Linked DNA regions of Mus musculus: region 1 is linked to region 2. Evidence: chromatin contacts called from public HiChIP or PLAC-seq data. All regions are on one chromosome and are shown on one strand. Each heading gives the region's core, a stretch centred on a gene start, on an enhancer-like site or on the middle of the called end of the contact. The rest is flanking DNA. Distances are from core to core; before and after follow the strand shown.

Evidence for each region. HiChIP or PLAC-seq counts read pairs in DNA pulled down with a chosen protein or histone mark.
Region 1: an H3K27ac HiChIP or PLAC-seq map of embryonic stem cells shows a contact between it and region 2, with 18 read pairs. The contact joins the promoter of Scn3a here to the enhancer-like site in region 2. A contact is called at or near these places in 4 of 39 promoter capture datasets (the HPC-7 cell line, liver, macrophages and 1 more), 1 of 15 datasets of contacts at CTCF or cohesin (large pre-B cells), 2 of 484 Hi-C or Micro-C datasets (embryonic stem cells and muscle stem cells), 8 of 115 datasets of contacts at active chromatin or transcription factors (embryonic basal ganglia, embryonic forebrain, embryonic hindbrain and 3 more) and 2 of 9 other capture datasets (adipose tissue and pancreatic islet).

The regions. Positions count from the first base shown.
Region 1 is chr2:65,565,720-65,569,219 of GRCm38.p6, reverse strand. It overlaps Scn3a (sodium channel, voltage-gated, type III, alpha), which reads left to right and starts at 1,728. Exons shown (of 27, transcript NM_001355167.1): 1 at 1,728-1,954. The region is part of intron 2 of Gm34833 (a long non-coding RNA gene); the gene reads right to left.
Region 2 is chr2:65,448,475-65,452,254 of GRCm38.p6, reverse strand. No RefSeq gene overlaps it. Among named protein-coding and RNA genes, the nearest start is that of Gm34739, 35 kb to the right of the region's middle. Within about 2 kb of position 1,389, at least 13 of the 459 cell types and tissues checked have an H3K27ac peak or open chromatin away from gene starts, as enhancers often do. A contact at or near this core is called in embryonic stem cells, where this site is marked.

The DNA of each region.
Region 1 (3,500 bases), core at 479-2,978, 120 kb before region 2:
GAAACAAGCTTCTTTTGACCACAAGATTTTTTTTGGGGGGGGGGGGTGTATGTATGACAGCAGGAACAGCTGAAATCCACCTTGAAGAAGGTAAGCCAAGGCTATCTGAAGTAGTTGGTTGGGAAATGATCTGCTCTTCAGGCACTAGGACCTCCTTTAAAATCTCCAGCCCTAGCCTAGGCAACATAGGAGAGCTGGTCCCAAGGGTTCCAGAGCAGCGAGCCTTGACGGTATGGGCCCTGGAGAGCCGGTGGGCTGACCACCTCAGCTACCACCCAGGCCCAGATCCCGTGCTTTGAATTGACCCACTCGAGCATCTACCCTACCTATGAACAGCTGAAGCAGGACTGGGTGGTCCTGCAGATCCAAGCTGCAGGATCGCCACCTTATAGGGCAACGACAGGATATCTGAGCGGAGTCCCGGTGAGGATCCAGGATTGATGGAGTAGCAGAAGCCAGAGGCCTCGAACCAGACCAATGACTCACTGCAATGACACACCTCAGCTTCCAAGGTGAGAGATCTTCTTTCTTTCTTTCTTTCTTTCTTTCTTTCTTTCTTTCTTTCTTTCTTTCTTTCTTTCTTTTTCTTTCTTTCTTTCTTTCTTTCTTTCTCTCTCTGTCTCTCTGTCTCTCTGTCTCTCTCTCTCTCTCTCTCTGTCTCTCTCTCTCTCTTTCTTTCTTTTGGGAGATGTTGCAGGGGCAGAAGGCTGATACAAAGGGATGGGGAGATGAGTAGGATTGGGGCTAATGATGTGAAATTCACAAAGAATCAATAAGAATTTTTTTAAAAAATCCTCACCGTCCAAGACCAGGCCTGCTACGGTGCTGATTCTACCCCAGCAGTGGGGACAGAGGCGGGGAGTTTGCTGCTTCAGTCTAATTCCATGTTTAATGAGATAATTTTTCTCTAAATGTGAAAAGTAAAACCAAAAACTGCTGTTAAGAGCCCCCTCAACTCACAAAAGTCATTTTCCCTTTGACTACGTGATTCTGTTTCAATGTCGCAAGCATTTGCTGCCCTAATGTCTCAAAGGCTGAGCTAGAGGTAGATCACGGAAGACCCCTGAGGTCAACCCCCACCTACGCTGCCCCTTCATGAGCACATACACACCCCCTAAAGGAGCACATATATATGCCACACACACCTAAAAAATAATAAATAAATAAATAAATAAATAAATAAATAAATAAATAAATAAGGTATTCAGATCAGAGGTTGTCTTCAAAACCAAAACAAAAGAAAGAAATAAAAAATATGAAAAGTTTACATCTGCATATATGTTGTACTATTTTCTAAGAAACCAGATTTTTCACCTTGTGTGGAGGGGGACCTCATCTTGGAAGAGCAGACTTAGAGAAGATTTTATGAAAACCTGTGATTCCTAATCAAACAACTAGAAAATTAAAAAGTAAATACATAAAGAGGCGTGAAAGGTTAACTGTGCACACTCGTGTGGTAGCTAGGTTACCCCCCACCACCCCCCCCCCCCGCCTCCATCATCTCTCTGCTGTCACCGTGGGGCCCTTACATGATTCATAATGTTTCCATACAGGTTTGCCTCCTGCCTTCCGAAGAGATGGAGAATAATAGGAGTGTTTTGTCGTTTGCGCAATGGCGTGTGTCTGCCAGTAGATGGCAGTAACACGTTGAATGCTGCCAGCTTTTTCTTTTTCTTTCTTTTTTTTTTTTTTTTTTCCTTCCAGGGCCGTTTTCTGATATATGTTGGGTATCATAGAGTGAATCTCAGAACAGGAAGCGGAGGCATAAGCAGAAAGGATTCTGGAAAGGTCTCTTTGTTTTCATATCCACAGAGAAAGCAAGAAAAAAAAATTGAATGTAATTTGCAAATCCCTGTGGCCCAAATCTGAAGAACTACTGGGGGTGGCACGTTCCATTCTAACCATCTTGGATGCTGTCCTTTGTTGAGCTGTGATTCCTAAGGCTCTCCATCAGGTAAGCTGACAAAACATTTAATTATTTGCACCGTAGAATCTAGCCACCAGATCATCTTCTCATTTTAAAATCCTCCCCGTGCTGCCATTTTTAAAAGCCTAATGTTTAGATGTAAATTATAAGAACTAAAGGTATCATTTGATTTGTAAACTGCTTACTATTATTCCTTTATCTTTCAAAGGAAACAGCCTCTGTCTGGAAATGGTGACTTACAATACAGACTAGGAATTAAGGAGTGTGTGTCTGTGAAAGAAACAGATGTTTGGGGTTCATTGTATAGAGAGAACATCTGTTTTGTTAGACTTAATGTCAACCCACTAGATTTCAGGACGACACCGCCTATTCGGCATCTTTAAATCATTAAATGCTCAGTGAGATTGGAGCTACCTTTTCTGTGCTTTATTTTTTTTTTAAATTCAATTTAATTTTATTTACTTAGAAGCTCTGGAGAAGCCATATACAGACAGTGATATCAATATATAAGGGTGTTTGGCTATTTAGACATTCTTATTTTTCTTAGAAATTTATCAGCATAGAGGGAAAGAGACCACCCAGAGTAACATTAAAATACATTTGATTTGGTAAAAGTGAAATGATCCATGAATTCCTGTATGTCCCATACCCTCCTGTTTTGTTACCTTTTAACAGCCAGAAGCTTGAGAGCTGGGTAGGTTTCTTTCCTTCCTGGAACATTTCATGGTTGGTTTTTATTATCAGTACTATTACTACCAATCACCAGGAAAACTCACTTGAGACCAAATGAGAATAATTTACATTGTGTAGAGTCTGTGCCTGTCACTGAAATGTTTTACACCACACTCATAATGTTCCATTCAGTGATCACACTGCTACATTAGCAGAAGACCTACAGGCAGTAGTGGAAAGACAAGTTTTTAAGATTACAAAGCTCTCTCTCTCTCTCTCTCTCTCTCTCTCTCTCTCTCTCTCTCTCTCTCTCATGTGTGAGTGTGTGTGTGTGTGTGAGTGTGTGTGAGTGTGTGTGTGTGTGTGTGTGTGTGTGTGTGTGTGTGTGTGTGTGTGTGTGCAATAGGTAGTGTAATGTCTCTTGTGAGGACAAAGATGAAGCCATTAGTGTTTGTGAGGAGAATCTGCATGGAAATATTACATCTAATCTATTCTGAGCAGTGTGTCCTGCAAGAAATACAGACCCGTGATATCAACCCAGGCTTTGGTCGGTACTAAACAAAGGGCCTTAAAACAAACAAACAAACAAAAAAATACCTTGGGGTACCTGAAGTATATTTTCTCATCATGTTGGCGAACAAACCAAGCAATCTCACTCAGTAAATGACATCGGGAGGCAATACACTCCCCCTTAAAACATTTCAAAATAGTGTCTGCCTCAGCAGAAAGCCCTTGTCTCACATATTTCAGAGCTCCGACTGACTATAGGATGTAAAGAAAAATGTTTTCTTGGAAAGGGTTTTCAGAAATAAATGCTAATTGGCTCAGATGTATTGTACAGTACCCGCCACGCCTGCAGGTGATTGAAAGTGAGTAACTTCGTGCTTTGTAAATGCCAGAG
Region 2 (3,780 bases), core at 140-2,639:
TACATCGTGTTGCTTCAAGTCAACATCAGTAGCTTCCCCATGAGAGCCTAAGACCTCCTCATCAACAAGCTTTTGAGTGGTTTATGGTCCTAGATTGACCCGTCCAGCAGGTCCAGTTATTTGAGGATCTCGAGGGGACCTCCTCCTAATAACCAAATGGGGGGTAGAGAGAGACGAGGGTCTTGTACGATTAACGACACGGAAACCGTTCTGAAGTTGTATCAAGACCCCAATGTATTGAGAAAGGTCCAAGGTTTAAATGCACAAGCAAAAGGGGAAGTACAGATACTTATCAGCGGGAGGGATGGGGCAATACAAGCAAAAGGAGAAGTATTTATCAGTGCGAGGGGGGGCAATAGAATTGCACATTCTTAGGCAGTTACACCGGGAAGCAGGAACTTGGAGGTATCAGGGTGTGGTCAGGACATCGGTGATGACCTAGGGCTGGAACCTCCCGTGGTTCTCGGAATCCATGTGTCGGTGGCCCGCTTTTGACCCCCTTTTCTTCTCAGGGGGAGAGGCCCAATTCAGAGATCAGGACAATAGCGTTGCCTTAATGGCTCCCAACACTAGATATGAATTTCCCCCTGTGAAGCCTCACATCCAATGAGAACGCAGTTGGTTAAGTCTTGCTACCATTGTTCCAGTACAAGCTTTTCAACATCTGCTGGTGCCTTGAGAGCAAGCCAACAGGAAGGAAGCTTTATGCTGGGATTCTTGACTCTCAGCAGGGAAGAGACTTTAACTAGATCCCACAGAAAACAAACCTTTATCTAATGTTGTTTGATTTCTAGTATTGTTTGCTGAGACAAAGGTCTTACAGTGTAGGCCAGGCTAACCCATGTGGAACTTAGCAGACAGTCCACAGTGGCTTCAAACTTCCAAGTATGGGGATAACACCCAGCAACAGACATTTTTTTGTGTGTGCTGAAATTTCAAACTGCACACAAAATTTTGTTTAAGCAAAAAAAAAAAAAAATCTGGGTACTTTTTTTCTTTCAAATATTCATAATACATCTAAGGGAACATTTGGCTTTCTAAGGTCCATTAATATTTGAATCAGCACAGTGCATTAGAGAACTAGAAACCCAGTTAAACTTAGCACAGAAAGGGGAGGGGTGTGAAAATCCACACCAGATGCTAGAAAAAGAGACCTGGGACGCAGCTTTCTTGCTGGTGCAGTAAGGTTATGTTGCATGGATTTGGGGTAATAGAATTATGTAAAAATACACAGAATTATGTAAAAGCACACATAATTTGGCAAATTGCTTTAAAAGCAGGGAATTGAGGTGATATCATTCCCCAAAATGGCCTCTTCTTAGCTCTTACAAGATGTGTAACTCCAGTCAGCTTCCCTGGAGGACACATGGTTGTCAAGGAGACAAGGAGGGCCCTCCTCCTCTACCCTCTGAGCTGAAACCAGCACGGATGGTTTGGGAGCAATATGGGAACACAACAGTCAGCCTTTTTGGTACTGGCAGTGAAAAGCCAATCAATAATCTAGTGTACTGAAAGAGAAGAGAAAAAAACCCAACACAACACAATCACACACATGTACACACAAAAACACACAGATATGCATGCATGGTATAGATATACAAACACATAAACACAAGTACACACACACATTCACACACACACACACACACACACACACACACACACACACCAATACAATGTCATTAGGAACAAGAATGAAACTCCTTAGCCATCTGTGTACCTAGCAAAAATTTAAATAGACCTAAATAGTACTATCACTAGAAAAGCCATTTATTTCTTCTAAGCCCCAATAAGAGAAAAGTTACTACCTATCTGAAATAATTTAATCTTTCTCTATAAAAACCAATGGTTGTAATTAAAGGCGAAAATATGAACAAGTAATAAAGGCCATAGTCTGCTAACTGTTTAGACTAATAGTACAAATCGTAGTCCCTCTTTTTGTCTATAGTCCTGTTAAATTCTAAACACAGATACTTTTAGAAAGTTTGCTGTGACATCTTCACTGTTTATTATGCTACCCTGTATTCTTCAGTGAAAATACAAGTATAAAACGGGTATATAAATGCAAAACTTCTTTCATGTAAACTATCTGTATGTGACCAACTACTTCTCTTGAAACTAATTCCACAAGAAAATTCACAAAATCTTTTTTCCTGGATACCTATATATATATGGATTTCTTAGTTTATGTATTATTCAATCAACCATGTCCACAAGAAAATAAGAACCTGTTTTCTCCTGATTAGGCCCACCTACATAGAATGGAAGCCTCCTGCACCAGGAGTGCAGCCTGACTGGCCCTCTGCACACTAATTCCTCTTTTTAGAAACATAAGTAAATGAATAGGGGCAGAAATAATCATTCTAAATGAGGTAACTCAGAGCCAGGAAGACAAATGTTACAAGTTCTCTCTCACATGTAAATATTAGCTTTTAATATTTGATATGTATGTTTAAAGTACAGGTTCAGAGATTTAGTCCATTCTCATCATCCCTGAGCCTGAAGCTGGCTGAGCCAGACCTTGACCTTGCTGCCACTAAGGAGATTACCTAGGGTGGAGTCTTCCTCCCTAGATCACTCTATTGTTCAGCCACAGACACTGTTCCTCTTCAAGATACTGCTGCCTGCTGAGAGGCCCTGGAGCTATTCTGGAGACTATATGCCATATCCTGTATGTCATCACCTGCAGCTAGTTCCAGGCTCCAAGGATGAATTGGTGGGAATGGGCCTCCCCCCTTCTTTATAAAGTGTGTCCGCCATTAAACATTTGAGCCTTGATCAGAATACTGTCTTGGCTTCATTTCTCTCTCATTCGCCTAGTTTCCTTTTCTTTCAGAGCCGGCCTGCCACTCAGGTGTACCCCATCCATGTGAGCCGCTGGACGGCTCACAACAGCTGGAGAATGGGCTGAGTGATCTACATCTGAATCTTCAAAGTCAACCCCAAATGACACACTTCCTCCAACAAGGACACACCTATTCCAACATGGCTACACTTCCTAATAGTGCCAAATCTATAAGCTTATGGGGGCCATTTTCATTCAAACTACCATAGGGTCCTCCAATGGAATTTCAAAGCCAGAAAGATAGAAGTCAGGTGTTATGAAGGGGGAGGGGAAGAAACAAGTGTGTTAAATGAGATGCAGATTATAGTGAAGGGGAGGAGAAGGAGGGTGGCAGATATAATTAACATTAAAGTCCTCTAGAAATGTTGTATAGACACCTACTACTGTAGAAGTTGCCTAATATGTATACTTTACATAGATATAAGGGGTTTTAAAAGAGTTATCCTATAACAGGTTGGTAATGCCTCGTGCAGACACCATAGGCTACCAAACAAAAACCTTTTTATTTGAATTGCCTCTTTTGGAATTGCTGCCTATTGAATTCATATAGACACCCCTACCAAACTGTACTAGCTGTTTTCACTACTTTGTTACTCTCTGAAACCTGATGATCAGATACTGTGGCTGAAGGCTCCACATACTGGACTCATAATTCATGGCAAAGCTGCCACCAACCTGGAGGCTTCAGTCCCATGGGCCAGTTTGCATAGTGTTGAAAAGTACTATACACTGCCAGGAGAGAAAATTTATCAAGAGTCCAATTTATCAGGGAGGCCTGTGTGAACTATAATAGACTGGCTTGGCAAGATATGACCACTGGTACAATAGTAGCAGAGATGTTTTGGAAGTAATAGCTTGTCTCTGGTTGAATTTAAAGCCTGCTCCACAAGAGAGAAGTACATACCTGGTACTGTTAACTGAGCCAAAACCCATCC